7 separate regions of the Mus musculus genome follow, and all the other regions are linked to region 1. The links are chromatin contacts, called in public HiCAR-type, HiChIP or PLAC-seq and promoter capture Hi-C maps. All regions are on one chromosome and are shown on one strand. The core of a region is the stretch at or near the end of the contact, and the rest is flanking DNA. Distances in the headings are between cores, read along the strand shown. Region 1 holds the start of Cdca2 (cell division cycle associated 2). Region 2 holds the start of Hmbox1 (homeobox containing 1). Region 3 holds the start of Polr3d (polymerase (RNA) III (DNA directed) polypeptide D). Region 4 holds the start of Bin3 (bridging integrator 3). Region 5 holds the start of Zfp395 (zinc finger protein 395). Region 6 holds the start of Elp3 (elongator acetyltransferase complex subunit 3). Region 7 holds the start of 4930480K23Rik (RIKEN cDNA 4930480K23 gene).

What was found. Promoter capture Hi-C pulls out the DNA fragments that hold promoters and counts their contacts. HiCAR-type assays count read pairs that join an accessible place to other places. HiChIP or PLAC-seq counts read pairs in DNA pulled down with a chosen protein or histone mark.
Region 2: a contact with region 1 is called in a promoter capture Hi-C map of pre-B cells. The contact joins the promoter of Hmbox1 here to the promoter of Cdca2 in region 1. A contact is called at or near these places in 2 of 39 promoter capture datasets (liver and pre-B cells).
Region 3: a HiCAR-type map of astrocytes shows a contact between it and region 1, with 4 times the contacts expected there. The contact joins the promoter of Polr3d here to the promoter of Cdca2 in region 1. A contact is called at or near these places in 2 of 39 promoter capture datasets (liver and pre-B cells) and 1 of 115 datasets of contacts at active chromatin or transcription factors (astrocytes).
Region 4: a contact with region 1 is called in a promoter capture Hi-C map of pre-B cells, with 4 times the contacts expected there. The contact joins the promoter of Bin3 here to the promoter of Cdca2 in region 1.
Region 5: a promoter capture Hi-C map of pre-B cells shows a contact between it and region 1, with 6 times the contacts expected there. The contact joins the promoter of Zfp395 here to the promoter of Cdca2 in region 1. A contact is called at or near these places in 2 of 39 promoter capture datasets (liver and pre-B cells) and 1 of 484 Hi-C or Micro-C datasets (myocytes).
Region 6: an H3K27ac HiChIP or PLAC-seq map of thymic regulatory T cells shows a contact between it and region 1, with 4 times the contacts expected there. The contact joins the promoter of Elp3 here to the promoter of Cdca2 in region 1. A contact is called at or near these places in 1 of 39 promoter capture datasets (pre-B cells), 1 of 484 Hi-C or Micro-C datasets (CD4 T cells) and 1 of 115 datasets of contacts at active chromatin or transcription factors (thymic regulatory T cells).
Region 7: a contact with region 1 is called in a HiCAR-type map of astrocytes, with 2.7 times the contacts expected there. The contact joins the promoter of 4930480K23Rik here to the promoter of Cdca2 in region 1. A contact is called at or near these places in 1 of 39 promoter capture datasets (liver), 1 of 484 Hi-C or Micro-C datasets (embryonic stem cells) and 2 of 115 datasets of contacts at active chromatin or transcription factors (astrocytes and embryonic stem cells).

What each region holds. Positions count from the first base shown.
Region 1 is chr14:67,714,322-67,716,969 of GRCm38.p6, reverse strand. Cdca2 (cell division cycle associated 2) reads left to right here and starts at 1,360. Exons shown (of 15, transcript NM_001110162.1): 1 at 1,360-1,746; 2 at 1,965-2,028; 3 at 2,114-2,287. The coding sequence starts at 1,965. Kctd9 (potassium channel tetramerisation domain containing 9) reads right to left here and starts at 872. Exons shown (of 12, transcript NM_001111028.1): 1 at 586-872. The coding sequence starts at 633.
Region 2 is chr14:64,948,549-64,951,196 of GRCm38.p6, reverse strand. It overlaps Hmbox1 (homeobox containing 1), which reads left to right and starts at 1,340. Exons shown (of 10, transcript NM_177338.6): 1 at 1,340-1,620. It overlaps Ints9 (integrator complex subunit 9), which reads right to left and starts at 904. Exons shown (of 17, transcript NM_153414.5): 1 at 830-904. The coding sequence starts at 838.
Region 3 is chr14:70,442,151-70,444,798 of GRCm38.p6, reverse strand. It overlaps Polr3d (polymerase (RNA) III (DNA directed) polypeptide D), which reads left to right and starts at 1,328. Exons shown (of 9, transcript NM_025945.3): 1 at 1,328-1,466; 2 at 1,679-1,848; 3 at 2,404-2,447. The coding sequence starts at 1,684. Mir320 (microRNA 320) reads right to left here and starts at 1,289; the gene lies at 1,208-1,289.
Region 4 is chr14:70,098,798-70,101,445 of GRCm38.p6, reverse strand. It overlaps Bin3 (bridging integrator 3), which reads right to left and starts at 1,353. Exons shown (of 9, transcript NM_021328.4): 1 at 1,250-1,353. The coding sequence starts at 1,257.
Region 5 is chr14:65,357,337-65,359,984 of GRCm38.p6, reverse strand. It overlaps Zfp395 (zinc finger protein 395), which reads right to left and starts at 1,309. Exons shown (of 10, transcript NM_199029.2): 1 at 1,230-1,309.
Region 6 is chr14:65,591,768-65,594,415 of GRCm38.p6, reverse strand. It overlaps Elp3 (elongator acetyltransferase complex subunit 3), which reads left to right and starts at 1,304. Exons shown (of 15, transcript NM_001253812.1): 1 at 1,304-1,491. The coding sequence starts at 1,416. It also overlaps a transcript of Nuggc not described here.
Region 7 is chr14:69,731,491-69,734,138 of GRCm38.p6, reverse strand. It overlaps 4930480K23Rik (RIKEN cDNA 4930480K23 gene), which reads right to left and starts at 1,305. Exons shown (of 3, transcript NR_130157.1): 1 at 471-1,305. Chmp7 (charged multivesicular body protein 7) reads left to right here and starts at 1,569. Exons shown (of 10, transcript NM_134078.4): 1 at 1,569-1,948. The coding sequence starts at 1,650.

The DNA of each region.
Region 1 (2,648 bases), core at 111-2,610:
TTAGGTATGTGTGGGGCAGTCATTTAACCACACATTACTAGTCCGCCAGAAACAGCCAACATTTTCCAAAGAATAACTTTCAAGGGTGGGGCAAGAGGCAGCTGCAACATCGGAAAAATATTTAGCACCACGCCCTCCACAGAGGCCTAAATGCAGCTAAGGCTACTGTCAAATCAAGTCATTCCGAAGGTCTGCTGTCACTGTCCTCTAAGGAATCAAAAACAAGGCGGCACAGTAAAACATGTATAAAAGTTTGCACGGTGGCGGGGCAAGGGGCCCGGGGCACCTTGAGAGAGAAGGAAAGTGGTTCAGACCAGGTCCACATTCTGAGGATGTCACTCGACTGTCCCCTGGAGTTTTCTTCTCCCGACCTGGCCAGGGTCACCCGCCTCCATGATCACTGCCTCCTCCCCGGGCAGAGCATTACTCAGCACCGATAAGGACAGGAAGGCGCAGCGGGAAGGTGGGAGGGGACCTCGGCCAGCTGCTCAGGTGACAGTGGCGCCTCGGAGCCCCGCCGGCAGAGCAGCCCCGGGCTGTCGGAGGCTGCGGGGGTCCCCGGGTCGCGCCCCCGCTACCGCTTACCTTGCCGTTGCTCGGGCTGCCGTTCAAGAACAGCGTGACCCGCCGCATCGCGCCGCCCGCGCCGGGTCCTGAGGGAGCCGCCACCCTCGCTCCCGGCCCGCCACCCGCCGCGCTCCGCGCCCGCGAGACCCCTCCCGCCTCCCACCCGGACTCTCCGCCCTTCGCCACCTTCCTGGTCGGCCCCACACTCCTCACGCACGCACCCTCAGTCCCACACCCCGGGGTTGGCCGATCCTCCTTCCCACCCCGCCCCTAGGCTCCTCAGCCTGCTAGCGGCCCTTCCCCCCAACCGCGCCCAGACCGACGCTGAGCTGCGCCAATCAACACGCTGTACCGGCCAGTATTTAGCCAATCAGAGTCCGGCTGGGGGGTGGGCTCAGAGTAACACTAGACGGCGGTGGAAGGAAAGAGAGGCTGAGGGCTGGTTGACGGAATGGAGTATCAGCGAATCAGAGAAGAACCTACTGGGCAAAGGGCCGCTCTAAGCGTTACTGAGCAGGCGCACGTTGGAGTGTAGGAGTGCTCATTTGCATAAAGAGACTGGGTCTAAGGAAGAGGCGGGACGCCGAAGTCCCATAGACCAATCAGCTCCTCGCTAGGCTTTTGCCCCTTCTACTGTACCCACCCACCGAGGTAACGGTTGGTATCGGGATTGGCTAATAGGGTAAACTAGCCATCCGGCGGTTCTGTCTCGATTGGTCTAGTGATTCATTTTCGAAGTTTCCAGCAGCCAATCCAAGGTTTGGGGTGGCATTTGAAGTGTTGCTCCGCGGAACTCACTGGTAGACCCCAGGACACCTTTTTGCTGCAGCTCTGTCTCGCCAGGGTCATTTAGGGCTGGCCGTGTTTTTTCCGGGATCCACGGAGGTCTCCCTGCGCCGTTCGAAAGCACGAGGGTGAGGCCCGGAGGGAGCGGTACCCACGTCACACGTGGTCCACGGCTCGTGGGTATCCCTCCGCGGGGGCGTGGCCGCGGTTTGAATTTGCTGGCGGGCAAGTGAAGCTTGACCGCTTCGGCCGGACGTGGTGTGTCTGGTGTGCAGCGGCCGGCAGGAGGCCAGCCCGGCTCCCTTCCCCGGCCTCTGGTGCTCTCTGAAACGGAGCCTCCGCGACGCTTGTCGTAGTCGTCCGAGGGAACGCGCAGGGTCCTGGGCGGGAGAGGTAGGCCTGCTATCCGGCCGGGGTTCAGGGATGCAAAGCCCTGATAAATCAGTTCGGTCCGCTTTGTTTAGTCAATAGTACCTCCCGCCGTTTCTTTAATCAGAACGCCCCAGCCTGTGGTCCCCTGGTATTGATTGCCTTAGAGTTCTGTCACATTGTTTTTGGCTTATAGTGAGGTTATTTTTCACATTTTTTTCTCTAACTTCCTCATCTTTTAGATGGATGCGAGTTCACACGACAAGCCTCTCTCTGAATCCAAGGAGTGTGTCCTTAATAATTCTGGTATGTGGTGACCTGTTGCCCTCGTTAGATGGAAGATTTGAGTGTTTTGATGTATTAACACCCCCAATGTGCTGTCCGTTTTCAGAAAATGACGTTTTTAGATTGGGAACTGAACCGTTTGTGACTCCTCAGAAGCATGTAGCAGATGCGACTCCTAATCTTTGCACCCCTGATACCTTTAAGTCACCTTTGGACTTCACCACAGTAACCGTAGAGCAGTTGGGAATTACACCTGAAAGCTTTGTTAAGACCTCTTCCGGTAAGAGAAGTTCTTGGATTGCATAGTTTTTTTTTTCAAATTTAACAGTAACTGTAGTAGGCCCCAATTATACATGTCTGTACTGCCTGACACTCCTTCTGTGTGTATTTATGCTGACCCTGCAGACTTGCTTGTTCGGCACAGCTCAGCAAATAGAGCAATGTTTCTGAATCAGTTGTGCTTTGTGTGCACCCTAGAAAACAGTGTGTATGAAAATCAGAGGGCATTGAAAGGTAGTTGAGAACCGGTAAAAGTGACAAGGCCGTGTGCCTCATTCAAAAATCCCAAACAGAAAATTGACCCAGATAATGATTTTCTTTAGCTTCAGGAATGAAATTCCCAATGGAGAAGTAAATCTAGG
Region 2 (2,648 bases), core at 91-2,590, 2.8 Mb after region 1:
CATACCAAACACACTTCACTCTATTGAGGATATTTCTCTCCACGTAGCAATTAGGAAGATTCTACAGTAAGTTGGCAGTGAGAATGTAGGGAATAGGAGGGCGACGACAAGCATTTCACACCTGCGTTCAATTTCCTTATTACTCTATTACTTATTCCATTAAGCTTGAATAAAACAACTTGTTAGAACGGTGTGCTCAGAAAAATGGGGCAAAGCAAATATCTGAAAAGGCCACCTGTCAGCTTAGTGTTTTGCCACACAGTTACTTCTTCAGGAGGCATGTTTTATCTAGAGCTGTTTATTTCAAGCAGGCTTTAGACGGGAATCCTTCAAGGGCACCACCCTTTAGCATCTCTTTCTTGTAATTCGAACTGCAGTTAGGAGTAACAGGACATTTAGACCTTCTGTCTGATCGCTCCTACTTTCTGTTCAGATCGGAATCCAGCCTCGCAATATCAGTAGGAGTCCACTCAAGTGCTCATTAAGTGGAAAGTGGTTGATGATCTATTATAGCTCTCAGGTGCAGGCTGAGAAACATGACCAAACCAAAGTTTTGGAGCCTATCTTTAGCCCAAGGGTGAAGAAATGTAACATACAACCTCACGTGCGGCCAAAGGGATCTGCCAAACAGTAATGAAGACCTCCTGACAGATGCAGGAGCTGTGGGATGTGAGCAAGCGGGAATTCAAATCCCAATCGCAAAACCCAGCTCACTTTATAATTTTTAAGTGCTGACCTCCCTCCGTGATAAATCATGGTGGAGGCGACAGACTCCAAAGATATATAGCATTCATTACCTTTGCCCTCTGACTTAGTAGTGGAAACTCACCAGTTTCATATCGGACTTTTGGTTGTTCAGTACCAGTCTCTTCACTTCTAAAGACAGGGAAGGATCTTCCGGTTTAATCTCTATAGCCCAGAGCATCGCGGGACTTGGAGTCTTCACTCCTTAAGCATTTTCCAGAGCCTCACGGGAAATGTAGTTTTACTGCAGGTATCATGGGCACTGTGGGCGTCTTTCCTTTTCCTCCCTTTTCTCTCTAATCACCTCCTTCCGTCCGCTCAAATTCATCGCCGCCGCCAATTCATCCTTCCTTTCCATCCCAGCATGATATCATGTCCCTCATCTGGGTCTAGCATCCATGGTATTCTGGGATGTGTAGTCCGCACGATTTCAGCTCCCAGCTCCCCTCCTCCCTGTGGGAAGGCGTATGGGCGCAGTGCCTGCTGGAAGCTGTAGTTCCCTAGGGCCTCAGACCCTCAACTCTGCACTTTTCCTCTAGGGAACCGGAAACTACAACTCCCAGGGATGCCCAGCGGCAGCAGGTGGGAGCGGGGCTGTTGCTATCAATATGGCGGTTGTCAGCCAGACAAAGACAGTCAGTCTGATGTGATTGAGACAAGGGAGGTTTTCAGGGGGAGACTGGGAGATAGGGGCCTCCCCTCCCCCCTAGGCTCTTCCTGCGCGGGCCTGGAGCCCTCCTCAGCCCCTCCCGCAGGGCGCCCCGCGGTGAAGATCCCCTCCCCCTCCCGCCTTCCTCCTCCCTCCCTCAGCCTTGCACTGGGACGCTGGGGAGGGGGCTGAGCAGGGTGCAGAGAACTCTCAGCTGGATTTCCAAGGTGAGTGGGGTCGTTTGCAAGCTGGACTGCCTCAAGTCTCTTTTCCTCACTTCTCTCATTACTTTAAGGAAAAAAAAATGTCGAGATGTTTGGGGGGGAGAGAAAGTGAGTAGGCGCCACAGATGGGTCTCTGGAGTAGCCAGGTTGAGCATAGGGGAGCAAGTAGGGGTACTTCCGAGGGGGCGGCCGTGCGCGGGCTGTGGGGTGGGGCAGTTTGTGAGGGGCGGGCGTGGAGAGGCGTCGATGGCTTCCCAACTTCTCTCTGGTCTTCAGGACCGGCGGAAGGTTTGAATCCTGGAGTTGGGGGGTCTTCCTGCTTGGGAGTTTGAGAAACTGTAAGGTGGTTTCGAGGTGTGCTGGTTTGTTTGGGGAGTGTCTCGCTGTGTTTTAAACTGTGACGTGTACTTGGGTGCTGCGATCGTCTTGAAGGAATGTCTGTAGATGGTAAGTTAGATGGCTGGAGTCAGAGATAAGCGGCCTGGGCTTGGGAAGCACGCAGGAGTCCCGGGCTGGACTTTTGGTCCAAGGATCTTGTGCAGGGTTTGGGGGGGCTCAGTAACTCGTTAGTGTCTGGGCGCCCAGCTCACACTCGGTGCCCTACTCTGGGCCAGTCTCCACCCCAAACTCCCGGCAGGACTATATAGATGATGTGATGTGGAGATGCATCTTTGCCTCAAGTCGGCAGCTAAAGGTGGGAAAGGAAAAGTGTCTCTTAGTATTTTATTCCGGAACCGTGTTTGGGTTACACTATTGGGGCTACTTTGAAAGGAGTCCTCCACCCACCTTCACCCCGAAACAGTAAGTAGAGGTATCTTGTCATCTTCATGCTCAGTAGCTTGCCAGTTATTTAAAATTCGGGAACGTGGGGCTGGGAATCTCGAGTGCTAAATGCCATCCGCATCGCTGTCTTCTAATGAGACAGAACGTCTGCTCTGTATCCTGAGGTAGATAAGGCGACTTATTTTCGTAGTTGAAAAAACTGTTGGAAATTTTTTGCGGAGAAGAGGGTTGACTGTGCGCTGAAAGGC
Region 3 (2,648 bases), core at 79-2,578, 2.7 Mb before region 1:
TACTATTTTCATTTTATTTATTTATTTTGGTTTTTCGAGACAGGGTTTCTCTGTGTAGCCCTGGCTGTCCTGGAACTCATTCTGTAGACCAGGCTGGCCTCAAACTCAGAAATCCACCTGCCTCTGCCTCCCAAGTGCTGGGATTAAAGGCGTGTGCCACCACTGCCCAGCAAAGTATACTTTTAATATGTACATTTTCTGAAACTCTTTCCTAGGGATATAATCTACAAGAAAGCAAAAAAGTTGGATGTATCAAATGTACACTAGCTATTTCTAACAACATACCTATTTAAAGTAAGTGCCCCATTAAGGAAACAAGTTACGATATATACATATAAATATGCACATATATATCCTCCCATTGGTCATTTGTCTCCGACAAAGAATACACTATTGTGTGGCACAATATTACAGTACATCAAAAATATTTTAATGCTAGCAGCCTATGGAATTCCAGCAGAAATAGGTTCCTTCCCTAGAATTACATAACCTTTTTATTTGTATTGGGGTCGCTGTAGTGTAACATTAAATGACTCCCCCCCCCCCAGATTAGATTGCAACCACACATTACAATAAAAAAATTTTTCAGCTGGGATTGGTGGTGTACATCTGTAATCCCTACAACTGAGGGATGAGTGAAGAGACTGGACTGCTGCAAATTCGAGGCCAGCCTGGTCTACTTAAGTTCCAGACTAGATAGGGTTACAGAGCAGGGTTGTCTTAAAAATACCCACACCTCCCAACCAAAAATCAAAAAACAAAAACCCTTCCAGTTGAAGAGCAAACTTCAGTTCCAAAGGCTTCCCAGATTTGACTAAGCAGTCATGGGCCCAGGTAGATGAGAAGAGCTATTGGCTGCTCTGTCCAAACTGCGTTAAGGGTGACACCCCAAGACCCCAGGGACCGGCAAGGGAAGGCGCACGCGAGCAAAGGGTCGAGCCCGAAGGTGCAATGACCACGCCAAGGTCAACGCAGGGAGGCTGCAGCCAGCCACGGCCTGAGGGCTCTAAGCTCCCTATGTCCGGAGCCCCATCCCGAGCGGCGACCCCACTGCTCCCAGAGGCTGCGCAGTGTGGACTCCACATACAGCAGGTAGGCGACCTTGGAGCCCCTCCACCTCCGACCCCGAGGACCGCACCTCTACTCCCTGCCAGGGGCCGAGACACGCCCCCACGAGTCACACCCCGGCACAGCTTACAGTCCACCTCCCACATCCTTTTTCGCCCTCTCAACCCAGCTTTTCCCGACTCCGGGAAGAACCGGGAAGAGAAGGCGGAGGGCGGCGAGGCACCGTCGGATAAATACTATGGTCAGGTCACGCCCCCTTGATGTCACTTCCGCCCCAGGGTAAGATGGCAGCGCCCGGTCCTTGCCACGCAGACTTCCGCCTTGCCCGGAGACCCGCGGCCCGTGGTTGCTCTAGTCGGAGGTGAGGTTGTGATACTCGGCGCAGAGCCTCCACGCAGGTGCGTCACGAAGTCCCCAGGGAAAGGGCAGGTGACGGAGTCCAAAGCTAGGGGTGGGGCGCTCCGGGAAGCCTCGCCACGTGGGACGGGGAGGAGCTGAGCTGCAGCGAGAGCGACGCACGGGCGGGGGGCGGGAGGCCACGTGGGTGCGGTTCCGCCCAGGGTCCTCGCGTCCAGCCCTTGGAGTCACTTTGTTGCCTACTTTCTTCTAGGAACCATGTCGGAAGGAAACGCGGCGGGCGAGCCCAGCAATCCTGGAGGGCCGCGACCCCTTCTCTCTGGGGGCCGGGGGCTGATCGGCCGGCGGCCCGCACCCCCGCTTACGCCCGGTCGCCTTCCCTCCATCCGCTCCCGGGACCTCACCCTTGGCGGAGTCAAGAAGGTACCTGCGAGCGCGTTTGTATAGAAACCCACCCAGGCCGTAGGGAGGCGACTCGTGATGTTCATTCATGTGCTGCCTTGGGCCCCTGGTGGGATGTCAGCCTTTAGAGAGACCTGCAAACCTAGGTGCTGGTACAGGACACTGACAGGGTCTCCTAGGCAATTAAAAGACAGTGAATCTAGTTGATTCAAGACATCCGGAAGTGCTTATTATGTTCTGGGCTCCTTACAAAATCCCTTGAAAGCCAGACAAAATTGCTTTACTTGCAATTTCGAGTGTTCATAACTCTGTGGATGTCAGTATTGAAAACTAATAATCTAGTAAGTGATGAATCTTAGGCATGCCGGTAACTGCTCTTTGTCCCCTCCTGTTATGTGTGTAACAGTAGATGTAACTGTACCGAGTAGCTCTGAAAAGGAATAGCAAACACAGGATAAAGCATTTTAGCTTTGCCTTGGGGGCTACTGGTGATAGTCTACCTGTCTCTCTAAGCCATCCCAGGACTGTTGGTCAGTTGAGCACATCGAAAATACAGTACTGTGTTTTACTTTTCAGAAAACCTTCACCCCAAATATCATCAGTCGGAAGATCAAAGAAGAGTAAGTAATGAATGAACAGTACTCACCCCGGTTAGCTCTGAATTTGGGGACGTAATTAGGTTGTGTGGCCTAGAGATTTTAACTTACGCTATTAGCTTATTCACCAGTGGTTCTCATCCTTCAATCCTGGGTTATATAGGGGCATGTTTCTTTTTGAGACAGTGCCTCGCTACATGGCCTTGCATGTCCTGGAACTCACTT
Region 4 (2,648 bases), core at 104-2,603, 2.4 Mb before region 1:
TGTGTTCTGTTCCCTGCTTCTCCAGCTGTCTGACATTTGTCCACCAATTAACCTCAGTCTGAGAAGCAGGTGGAGGAAGGGGCAGAAGTGGTTTACACTGTACATTAGAAAGCTATCCTTGACATTGACTGACATTAGCTGCTTGTGGCGAAAGCTTGGTCTCCACTGGTGGTCAAGTGTGAAAGCCTTCTCAGAGGGTGTCTAGCTAATTTCATTCATTCATAGCTGATTATCATGCACTTATTTTGCATAACAGACTGGGCTCTGAGCAAGTCCAGCCCCCTACATTAATGCACCTTGGGATCTAAAGAGGGCTGATTAATCTCATACTTCCTTGGAGGCCAATTTATTCATACAAATGCATTGTAAACAGTTAGGAGTTTGAGTGGGGACCATGGACACACAGGCTCTTGGGCCTAATGGTAAAGACATTGACAGCCTTTAAAGAAGCCCTAGGAAGACAGAAAATTTATGACTTTTCATCTGCACGTAAAAACAAAAACAAAAACCCCAGAGCAACAATTAAGGACCAGCTTTTGGGGAAAGAGGACCTTCCACATTAGGCTAATCACAAACAGGAAGTATCCACCGTGAGCTCCCCCCACCCCCATCTGCAGCTGTGACATTCCAGCTCTATGGCTCCTTGGTTTGACGATCCCCATAAAGTTTAAGCTATGTCTATCTTAGAGAGAGGGCAGTGGGGTCACAGCCCTGGAAAGATTCAAACAGTCCAATCACACATTAAATGTGTGTGTGTGTGTGTGTGTGTGTGTGTGTGTGTGTGGTGCAATTCTGATCCTTCCCATGTGAGAATCAACTTTTACATTTTTAAAAAGAATTTCGTCTTTTGAGGCACTGTTAGGTGATGTTATTCCAGTTGTCTGAAAGCAGCTGGATTTTGGTCACAGAACTGTGCCTAGTCTGCCTCAATGAGCAACACAGCTCCGGAGCAGATAAGCGCGGTGTAGAGATGCCCACGGGAGCGAAGGAGGACACTGACTCCACCTCAATGGATAGCTGAGAGAAGAGGGAAGAGGGACTCCTCACGCCAAGGAGGTGAAAGGAAATGCGATGGGAGAAAGGGCAGGCAACAGGGATCAGACGCGGGTCCAAGGCTAAGGGATCCTCCTCGGGAGTCTGGCCGAGAGATGGAGCCTCCGGGAGAGCACCGAGGAGGCTCCCGGAACCGCTTAGGAGCAGGGCTGTCGGGCCGCCCTGGCTCCAGCCGACGCCACCCGGCCTCACTCACCAGCTCATGGTCCTAAACCCACGCCGACTGCCGGGGTCCTCGGTAGAAAAGTAGGTTCTCGAGGATCACTTCCGGATTCGGCCAGTCTCCAGGAAGTGATGAGGGACACGCCCCCTTATGCCCGGAAGAGGCGGGAGGGAGGCGGGCCCACGCGTTAACACTTTGTTCTCTTGTTGTTTGAGGCGGACTTTCTTTGCGGGACGTGGTTGCGCTCCGGCCCTGCTTTTAAGGCTCTGTGCGTAGAACCCATCACGGGCTGCAGTTTCTGTCTGATATGGGGTTTCTAACTCGGAGACACAAGCGGCGACAGGGGAAGGAGCTAGAGGAGACACAGTAGACGGGAAGCTTGCGCTTTGCTCTACACACTTTCGTATTGAAAATGTTGCATGTCTCACCTACATCACCTGGGTCCCCTCCCCCCTCTTCAAGAAGGTTCGGGGTTCGAATGGAAACAGAGTTAAGTGCTTTTCAGGGTGGACTAGTCTGTGAAGCTATTCAATGAGGGAAGATTCAGAAAGCCCGGTGTGATGACAGACAGGTATCTGCAATCCCCGAATTCTGGAGGTTGAGGCAGGGAGAGGTCATGAGTTCGAGGCTAATGTTGACAACATGGCCCATCTGGGCTTCACAATCAATCCAGTCTTAAGAGAAAACAATACACCAAAGCCTAGCAAACAAAACAACAACAACAGGAGTAGAAGGCCTCGGCAATGTTAGGAAAAATCCTAACAAGTTGCTGGACAGGCTGTTAGGGGCCCCTGGAGCTGTGCATGGGGTTTTAGAAGAATAAGATCTAAGCAAACAGCTTGCATTGGGCCTCAGAATTCAGAGCCCCAGTGTACCACAAACTACCTAGAGTTATACGCTGAACCGAGTTTCTCTGCCCAAGTTCCTGCTTTAGAAGCCAGAAACTCAAGCAGAGAGAACCGTTCCAATCCTCTCTCCTGACCTCTCTAGGACTTCGCTTTCTTCAAATGTACCTGGAGGGTTGTAGGCACAGCCAGGGGAGCAGCTAAGTCCCTATGACCTAGAGCAGAGGTATATACAACGTGTCCCAAATTCCCAGGGCCCAGGGGCTCAGAGGAGGAGGAACAAGGGATGGCTTTTAGTTTTAAAAAGGCTTTCCAATAGGAGGTGGCTCCCTCAAGACATGTCACAGACCATCACCATGCTATTTCTTCAGGAAATAAGTAAGCAGGAGCAAAGGAGTGGTCTTGAAGAGAATAGAAGACCCAGAATCCTTGACAAACAGCTGAGGCAGAGAGCATGGGTTGGGAGAGTCTTGCAGCTTTGTATGGGGTGAGATGAATGGAAACACTGTGTGATTGTGAGTCTCTTGGTGTTCCAGCACTTGTGGATGGCTCTGCCCCATTTCCCCCTGCCCCATACTCAGCCTCCC
Region 5 (2,648 bases), core at 60-2,559, 2.4 Mb after region 1:
TACAAGCCCCGACGGGTGTTATCTATGAGTCTTCTATTGCCTTTCTCACCAAGACAAGCAAGCCCTTGGACATCCTTTTGTAAACTTGTCACCTGTGAACTCCTCCTTCTGACTGAGTCTTGCCAGGGAATTATCCACAGGTGGAAATTATTTCAAACTGAGTTCCGTATTCCCTTCCCCACCTTTATCTCCCATGCCTCCTGTGCCTGAGCCTGCACAGTAACTTTGCAGCCCTTGCACGTTCATTTGCATTTGAGCTCTCAAATCATTTCTCTCTCATAGCTTTCAGAGACATCATCCAGAAAGCTTGGCAGTGGGAAGAGGGCAGAGTGGCTTCTCAGAGGTACCTGTGGGCTAACCAATTTCCTTGTGTTTCACCCTTCCAAAGCAAGAACCTCTATTTACACAACCCCCCTTAGAAGGATGTCCTCAGGCTACAATACCTGTTGATTGCTCAGTTTGAAACAAACTGCTCCACTTTACACCATTCTGTTAAGGGATCTTGCAGAAAGCAGTGAAGAACTATAGATAGCCCCTGTGCCATGGCCTGGCATCATGGGAACCCATGCCTGGTGGAAGTCCTCCAGAACCACAGGAAAGGGAGGGATGGAAAACAGGGCTCCTGCAAGATTGCTGGCAGGTGGGTCTCTTTAGATCTCCAAGAGGGCCCTAAAGTGAAGGTGCAGAGCCTTAACTCCCAGGCAGGAAGCCTTGGAATTGTTTGCCCATGACAAACTCCCTTTGCAGGCCCCCATGGGCCACTCCAGAGGCCCACAGTGCCACGGCCCGGGAGGGACCCGGGGTGAGCCCGGAAGGCTTAGAGCCAAGGGGGCGGCGAAAGGGGCCGCAAGAAGGGGGTTGAGAGAGGGTGTGTCGCGAGGCCAGTCCCGCAGCACGGCACTCTCTGGTTATGGAGAGGGCAGGGGCGCGCATAGCGCAGGGCTGACGGCTCAGCCGGAAAGGGAGCAGGTTAACAGGTCAGTGTGGCCCCGCGAGGCCACTCCCGGCCACCACTCAAAGTTGGGAGGGAGATCGGGCCGTAGGACCCGCGACATAAACAAGGCGACGCGTGAGAGGGAGAGCGGCCACCCCCACCCAGTCACCCCGCCAGCGCCGCAGCAGCCCCGGTCCTGCCCGGGCCGCGCGAGCCTCCCGGGTCTCCCACCCACCCCTGGCTGTCGGCCCCAAACCCGGGCTGCAACCCATGCGAGGTCCCGCGCGCAGCTCACCTCGGCCGGCCACTGACCCAGACAGCTCGGCTCCCTGCAGCGGCCGCGGCCCTGCCCGCCACCGGCGCGGCCCCTGCACTGCGCCGCCTCCCGCGCCGCCGCCTTCGCGCCCACCTGGCCGGCCTGCCCTCCCTCTCCGGGACACTGCGCTCACGTACGCGGCCGCGGCCACAACCCGGCCCGGATTCCCCCGCCCGGGAAGGGAGCGCGCCGAGCCGCTCGCAGCCAGTCCGCCCGCGAGCCAGCCAGACGCAGGGACACACCCCCGGCCACGCGCGCGCACGACTCGCGCGCCCCCAGCCCCAGCCCCGGACGTGCGCGCGCGCGCTCCACACACCCTGCTTGGCGGTACACAGTGGGCGCTCAATAAGTGCTGGAGCGACTCCTCTCACACATGCGCACTTGAACCTGACCGAGTTGTGACCCACTTCCCCAGCCCCCACCCCGAAATCCGAGCGTTCAGCACCACCCGGAACCGAACTAGCGTATCTGCTACCCCCGCGCCTCCTTTTTTTTTTTTTTGACTCCCCCCCCGACCCCCCCCCCAACTGAACTGCAAACCCAACCAAAGTTTCTGGCTGTTGTTTTTCCAGCGCGCCCCAGGGCGGGAAAGGAAGCCAGAAGCTCTAGGCGCCAGGGACAGGAGCTTGGCGAGGGCGACAGGGACCCGAGGCCGGGTAGCGGGAGGCGGCGCGCGAGGGCGGAAGCGCTTGAAAACCCAACCTTTCCATTTCGCTTTGGACCAAGAGTGTTCTTCTCCAGTTTTATGACTTTTATTCGTTTGTAGTTGTAGCGCGAGGCGATGTTTACTGTTTCTGGAATTAAATAGGAGAAAGTTAACTATTAGCCTTCAGCCCTTGTGTAAACAATACCGGTTGCTTTTTGGCACCGTTAGGCTCTGGCTTTTGGATAATTTGTAACAGGGAGAATCGAAGCGGTTCCATTGTGTAGTTCTGTGTTTTTTCTAGATAAGGCCAAGGACAGTGGAGAGGGGTGTGTGCGAATGTCTAAGTGTGTGTGAGTGTGTGTGTGTGTGTGTGTTTACAATCAAATTTAATGAGTAAAAGAGTAATAGCCCCTCCCTTCTCAAAAAAAAAGTTTTAAAATACTTCGAAGTTGCAGTTCACCTCCAATTTTGGACTTCCTGTGTTTCTAGGAGGCCGTGGAGTGTTAGTAGAGCTTGGGAATCACATCCCATTTTAAGAGCTGAGTTAGCATTGGCATCTTTAGCAGGTTCAGCCCTAAACACATCAGCTTCTTGATCTATAAAACAAAGCAGTGTAACTAGAGATAGTGCCTAGCTCACGGCAAATGAAAAACAATATGTCCTGGGAACTGGCAAGAGGGCTCGTGGGTAACACTGCTTGTGACCAAGTCTGATGTCACAAGTTAGAGCCCCAACATGCACAACATAGCGGA
Region 6 (2,648 bases), core at 55-2,554, 2.1 Mb after region 1:
TCTAAAAAAATATTTTCAGGGAAGTTAGTTTTGTTGACAAGAGGGTGGTATTAAGATAATTTGGTACACTGAAAAATCTCAAAGTCTTGACCAGGACAGTTTCAGTGTAGTGGTGACAACCAAGTCAGAGCTACCTCAACTCTACTGGGTAATAAGAAACTTGAAACATCACACCTTCCATTCTTTATTAATATCAAGGATTCTTAATCTTTGGTCCATACACAAAGGAGGTCATGGAAGGGTTTCAAGAAAAAGTTATTCCAAGTCCCATCTCCAGATGTTGCAAAATTTTGTACATGGTGTCTCACCTAGTGTTTTCAAGATTGTCATCAAGAAAAATCAGAGACCCAGGAATCCTCTAGGCTGCAAAGCCTGAAAGATCAAACTGATACTTGCTTCTTGTTTGCTGTCTTTTAGGGAAATCAGAACTTAGCGTTATCACACTGAAGGTTTAATGTTCATGGTATGTGGGATTTCTATCCCATCTCTATGTGTGGTGTATCTGAGCTCCCAAGTCCCCACACAAGGGCTACTCACTTCCAAGATTCTTGAAATAGGCACTTAGACAAGCAACTAAGTGCAAGATAAAGGTCTGGTATCTGTCTTCATTTTGTGCCTGTCTCCTTTATTTTGGCTGAAGGTACAAAGATTAATCGTCCTAAACCTACAAGTCACCTTGAGTCCAGAGAAAACAAAGTCTCAAAGGCTAGACTCCTGCCTATATAAGGACTATTATTCGTCAGGGCTGCACCTTGGAGCACTGAATGATCTCACCTTGTAGGAGCTAAATGGATCTCCGGAAGGGATGCAGCGATAAAGACTTTGACCACCTTGAAAACCAGAACTGAGATAATGATCAACCAGACCACATCTTAACCCAGGACTGTTTAAACATACCTCTTGTCTCCTGCCCTCAATTCTTCCATAACTTAAAAAAAAAAAAAAAAAAAAAAAAAAAAAAGGTATGTCAACACCCCGGGTGTCAGTGGGAGGGCGAATCTGGTCTCCTTTATGTCAACATTGTTGGCTATACTAGCGACAAGTGGCCCAGCCCCTCTTGCAGAAGTTGTCAAAGGCCAGGCTTTTGCTTAAGGAACTCTGGTTACAATTCACTTTCGTCCCAGCTTCTTGGAGAAGCGTCTAAACTGTACTATCGTTACTTCCCAGATCCACCTTTCTGGTCCCCAGGAATTCTCCAATGCCCCACTAAATCACTGTGCACATCCCCTCCCAGTCTCAGAGAGCTGGGAGCTGCCACCTAGACAGGGCGGGGCTCCGCGCTCCGCCTTCTGGGAAGAGCTTTATGGTACAGTCGCTGTGTTTTCACGACAGTCCCGGGCGGCTTTACGGCTGCTAAGTTTCTCCGCCTTCTAAACCGCGGTAACGTGGTGGCATATTGCTACGCCAGCGCAGAGATGAGGCAAAAGAGGAAAGGTGCAAAATACGTGGGACAAGGGCGCAAGGGAGGAAGTGGATTCTCTGAGATCACAGGTTGAAGCTCAATTTTCCATGGGAATTACTGCTTGGTCTGGGCCCGCGGGACCCCGGTTGGCGGGCCTCCCTTCCTATCTGTCCTTTGTAAAACAGCCCCCTTCTCTCTTCCCCTTTGGAAGAGACTACTTGTTGTTTTTTGTGTAGATGGGTAAACGGTACTGCTATTCCAAGATAACTTTCAGAGGAGATAGGTGTTGAGTTGCAGGTTAATTTGCGGTAATTTACTGGACGTGTTTATTTAAGGTGTTTTTGTTTTTTGTTTTTGTTTTTTAAATCTTAAAGTAGGAAAGGCCTCCTTAAGGTAGAGATTGTGCAGTTTGTGCAATAGCTTTACGTGACTTACTTGCATTTATTTTACCTCCGGAGTAGTCTGGAGTAACTGTGCAGTTTTTGGTTTTTTTTTCAACAGGATGAAGTCATTTTTTTTTAAATCTTTTTTTTTTTTTTGCAATAGATTCCATTCTTAACTCTGTACTGCCCTTGAAGAGTTGGTCTGATAATATTACTGTTGGATGTCACAATAATAGCTGGGTATTGAGCCTTTCCCAGTCATTTTGAAGACGTGTTGTCATTTCATGCTCGAAAAAGCTGAGGTTTGGTTAACTTTTCCAGTCAAAGTTTATACTTAGTGTGAGGAGCTGCCTGTGACATCGGAAGCATCAAATGAAAAGTCAGTGCGGTATTGGTCACCGCTCTTGGCACTAACTGGAACTGCCCTTCTAGACATGTTCTATATACTTGTCACATCAAACACAACATGCACTAGATCCGTTTGATCTTACTTTACTGTAACGTGTTTATTCCTAGGCTGGCAATCAGCAAGCCCCAGCCAGCCCGTCTCCCTTGCCCACTCCTCCATGGTCCCCACGTTACGGGCATGAATGTGGCCTAGCTTCGAACATGGGAGCAGGGATTCAAACTGAAGTTTTCATGTGTGTAGATCTGGCTTTTGTTTATCATCTACATTGATTGTATCTTTCTTTTTTTAGCTTTCTGACATATTTGTTATATTGGTAATCTCTCTTTTAAAAAAACTACTTTTTTTTTCTTAAGTTACAGAGTTGAGAATGTATAATTTTTTTCTGTTACGTTTAATGCCTTTGCCTAGTGGCCAGTGTACTGTCTACTTACTGAACCCTGCTCAGGCAACCTGT
Region 7 (2,648 bases), core at 56-2,555, 2.0 Mb before region 1:
AACTAAACACTCCATTTCCTCCTTCAAAATGCTTATTAAAATTCAATGAAACTCAATGCTCATGAAAATTCACCTTAACACTGTTTCAACTACTCTGAAGCCCGAAACTCATCACATTTCCCTCAAACTGGAAATACCAGTTTATAAAGGCGACTATTTAACAGAAATTACTTTTTCCTAAGTCGAAACAAACTTTCGCTTTAATTTTTAACGTTTACACCAACAGTTCCTTTCACCTTTTAGATTGTTTGTTTGCTTGCTTGATAAGTCTTTTAAAAATCAGCATATTTCCAGGCTGGATCTGTAGTTACCGTCGTCTGCAGGGCAGAGCTCAACTAAAACTACAATTCTACAATTCCAGGGGATCCAACACCCTCTTCTGGTCTCTGTGGGCATTGGACGTACGCGGTGCAGTTGCACACAAGTAAGCAAAACATAAATACACGGTATTTATGGGAACTATTACTAACCTGCATCGTCCTGCTTCTGTAACCTGAAGGTTTTCTGCTCCTCGATCAAGCAGAGAAGCCATGGTGCTATACCTCATTTTTGTTAAAAGTTCATATCCTGTCATGCTTGCCAACAGCGACCACGTTAATGGAAGTATGGAACCAGTAGTTTTCCCCTTTATAAACCTGTCTTTAACGGTCGGGGCAGTCTCTCTAGACTTGTAGTGAGTGCGTGCCCTCGGCCGGGTCTGTGCAAATTTCAAATTAAAAAACAGCTCGTCCTAGTCTCTTTTTGAACGGTCCGGCTATAACTACCACCACCACAATTTATTCTCAACACTGAACAAATTTTGTAAGACTCTTCAAGACGGAAAAGTAACTAGAGGGTAAGGTTTAAGTACCTCTCAGTCCATAAAGTATTTTCTGCAGTAGCGCTGTCATTGCAAGACACTTGCATCGCTGTCTGCCCTCTCCTTCGAGGAAGCAGAAAGGTCAGAGACAAATGCTAAACTGGCAGCCAAGGCAGCCGGAGCTTCAGATGAGAGTTGGAACGATTTTTTTTTTTAAAGGACCTGGCAGAATATGAATTTTCAGGAGAAAAAGGACATCCCAGAGCTAAAGAGCGGGAAGAAAGTGATTAAGAAGACTATCTCTAGCCCTAAAAATGGGTCCAGTGTCACGGAGCTTTGGGACCATTTTTGTTAATCGGCTGATATTCTAGTGAAAGAAAGGTATCTTGGGCGTTTGTTTAACTTAAAAGTCTCTGGGCTAAGGAGAGCTACACCAGATCCAAGGTTGTGTATCCACCTGCAGCTCCCATAGCCTCAGCCTGGCTAACCTTAAGCCCGAACCACCCGGGAGGTGCAATAGGTAGCCCCTCTAGTACGCCTCGCCAAACTCTATGGTTGTGGCGCACGCGCAAAAGCCTTCCCGTCGCACAAAGGCCACGGAGAGAAGGTCCGGCGCCTGCGTTCTGCCTCTCTCGGGCGAGAACGCCCTCCTCCCTCCCTCCCGGCCAAATGAATGCCGCGCCACGCCTGCGCCCTGAAGACTTGCGGGACTTTTATCGCACAGGCGGCGGTGGTGACGTGATGGCTGAGGAGGAGGGCGTGAAGGAACGACGGAAGCCGAGAGGGACCTGGGGCGGAAGGGGACCCGGGCCAGGCTTGTGTTCGGTTCCTTGGCGGGGCTGGGGTTCCGATGTGGTCCCCGGAGCGGGAGGCCCAGGCCCCGACCGGGGGAGACCCGGCGGGCCTCCTGCCGCCCGAGTGGGAGGAGGATGAGGAGCGCATGTCTTTTCTGTTCTCCGCCTTTAAGAGGAGTCGCGAGGTGAACAGCACCGACTGGGACAGCAAGATGGGCTTCTGGGCTCCGTTGGTGCTGAGCCACAGCCGCCGCCAAGGGGTGGTGCGCCTGCGACTGCGGGACTTGCAGGAGGCCTTCCAGCGCAAGGGCAGTGTCCCGCTGGGGCTGGCTACGGTGCTGCAGGACCTGCTGCGGTGAGGACCGAGGCCGAGAGGGCCAGGCGGGGGGCGGCTCCCCAGGGCTGACATCAGACCTGCCCCTTGACAGCCCAGACTCCGCGTCCAGGGTTTGTTCAGTGGGTGGAGGAGGAGGAGGGGGACGAGGAGGCTGCTCCACGGATGGATGTCTGGACTCAGAGAGAAAGAGGGGCTGGGATGGTTGGAGTGACTGGGGATAGGCAGAATGGTCCAGAAGAGACCCATCTTTGCAGAGGTGTCAGCGGGACACTTGAACTGGGATCCTGTTATGCAGTTATTTCCACAGGACCTCCAGACTTGAATTACTTTTACAGCAGATCTCTGCGGTGGGTACTTTGAACTAAGAGAGAACAGAGCTAAGGAGAGAGTACTCATGGGATTCTAGACATCTTGACAAGAGAACTCTGGTACAGGTCGTACAAGTAGCCTTTCCTGGTATGTCCGGGACGGAGATTATTTAGACCAGAGAGGAGAGTTTAACTGTGTAGCTGGGGGCCTCTGAAAGAGCTTTATGTGATAAATGTGTGTGATAGATACAGTGTTCAGGTTGTGCTTGAAGAGGTGGCATATCTGATAGATGACTGGTACTTCATGGTTTCAGATACTGTCAAACTCCACTCTCTGGCTTTTTTAATAGTCCAGGGCAAGATAATGCAGTTATCTTTATTAAAAATAAACAGTCTCAGAGAGATTAACC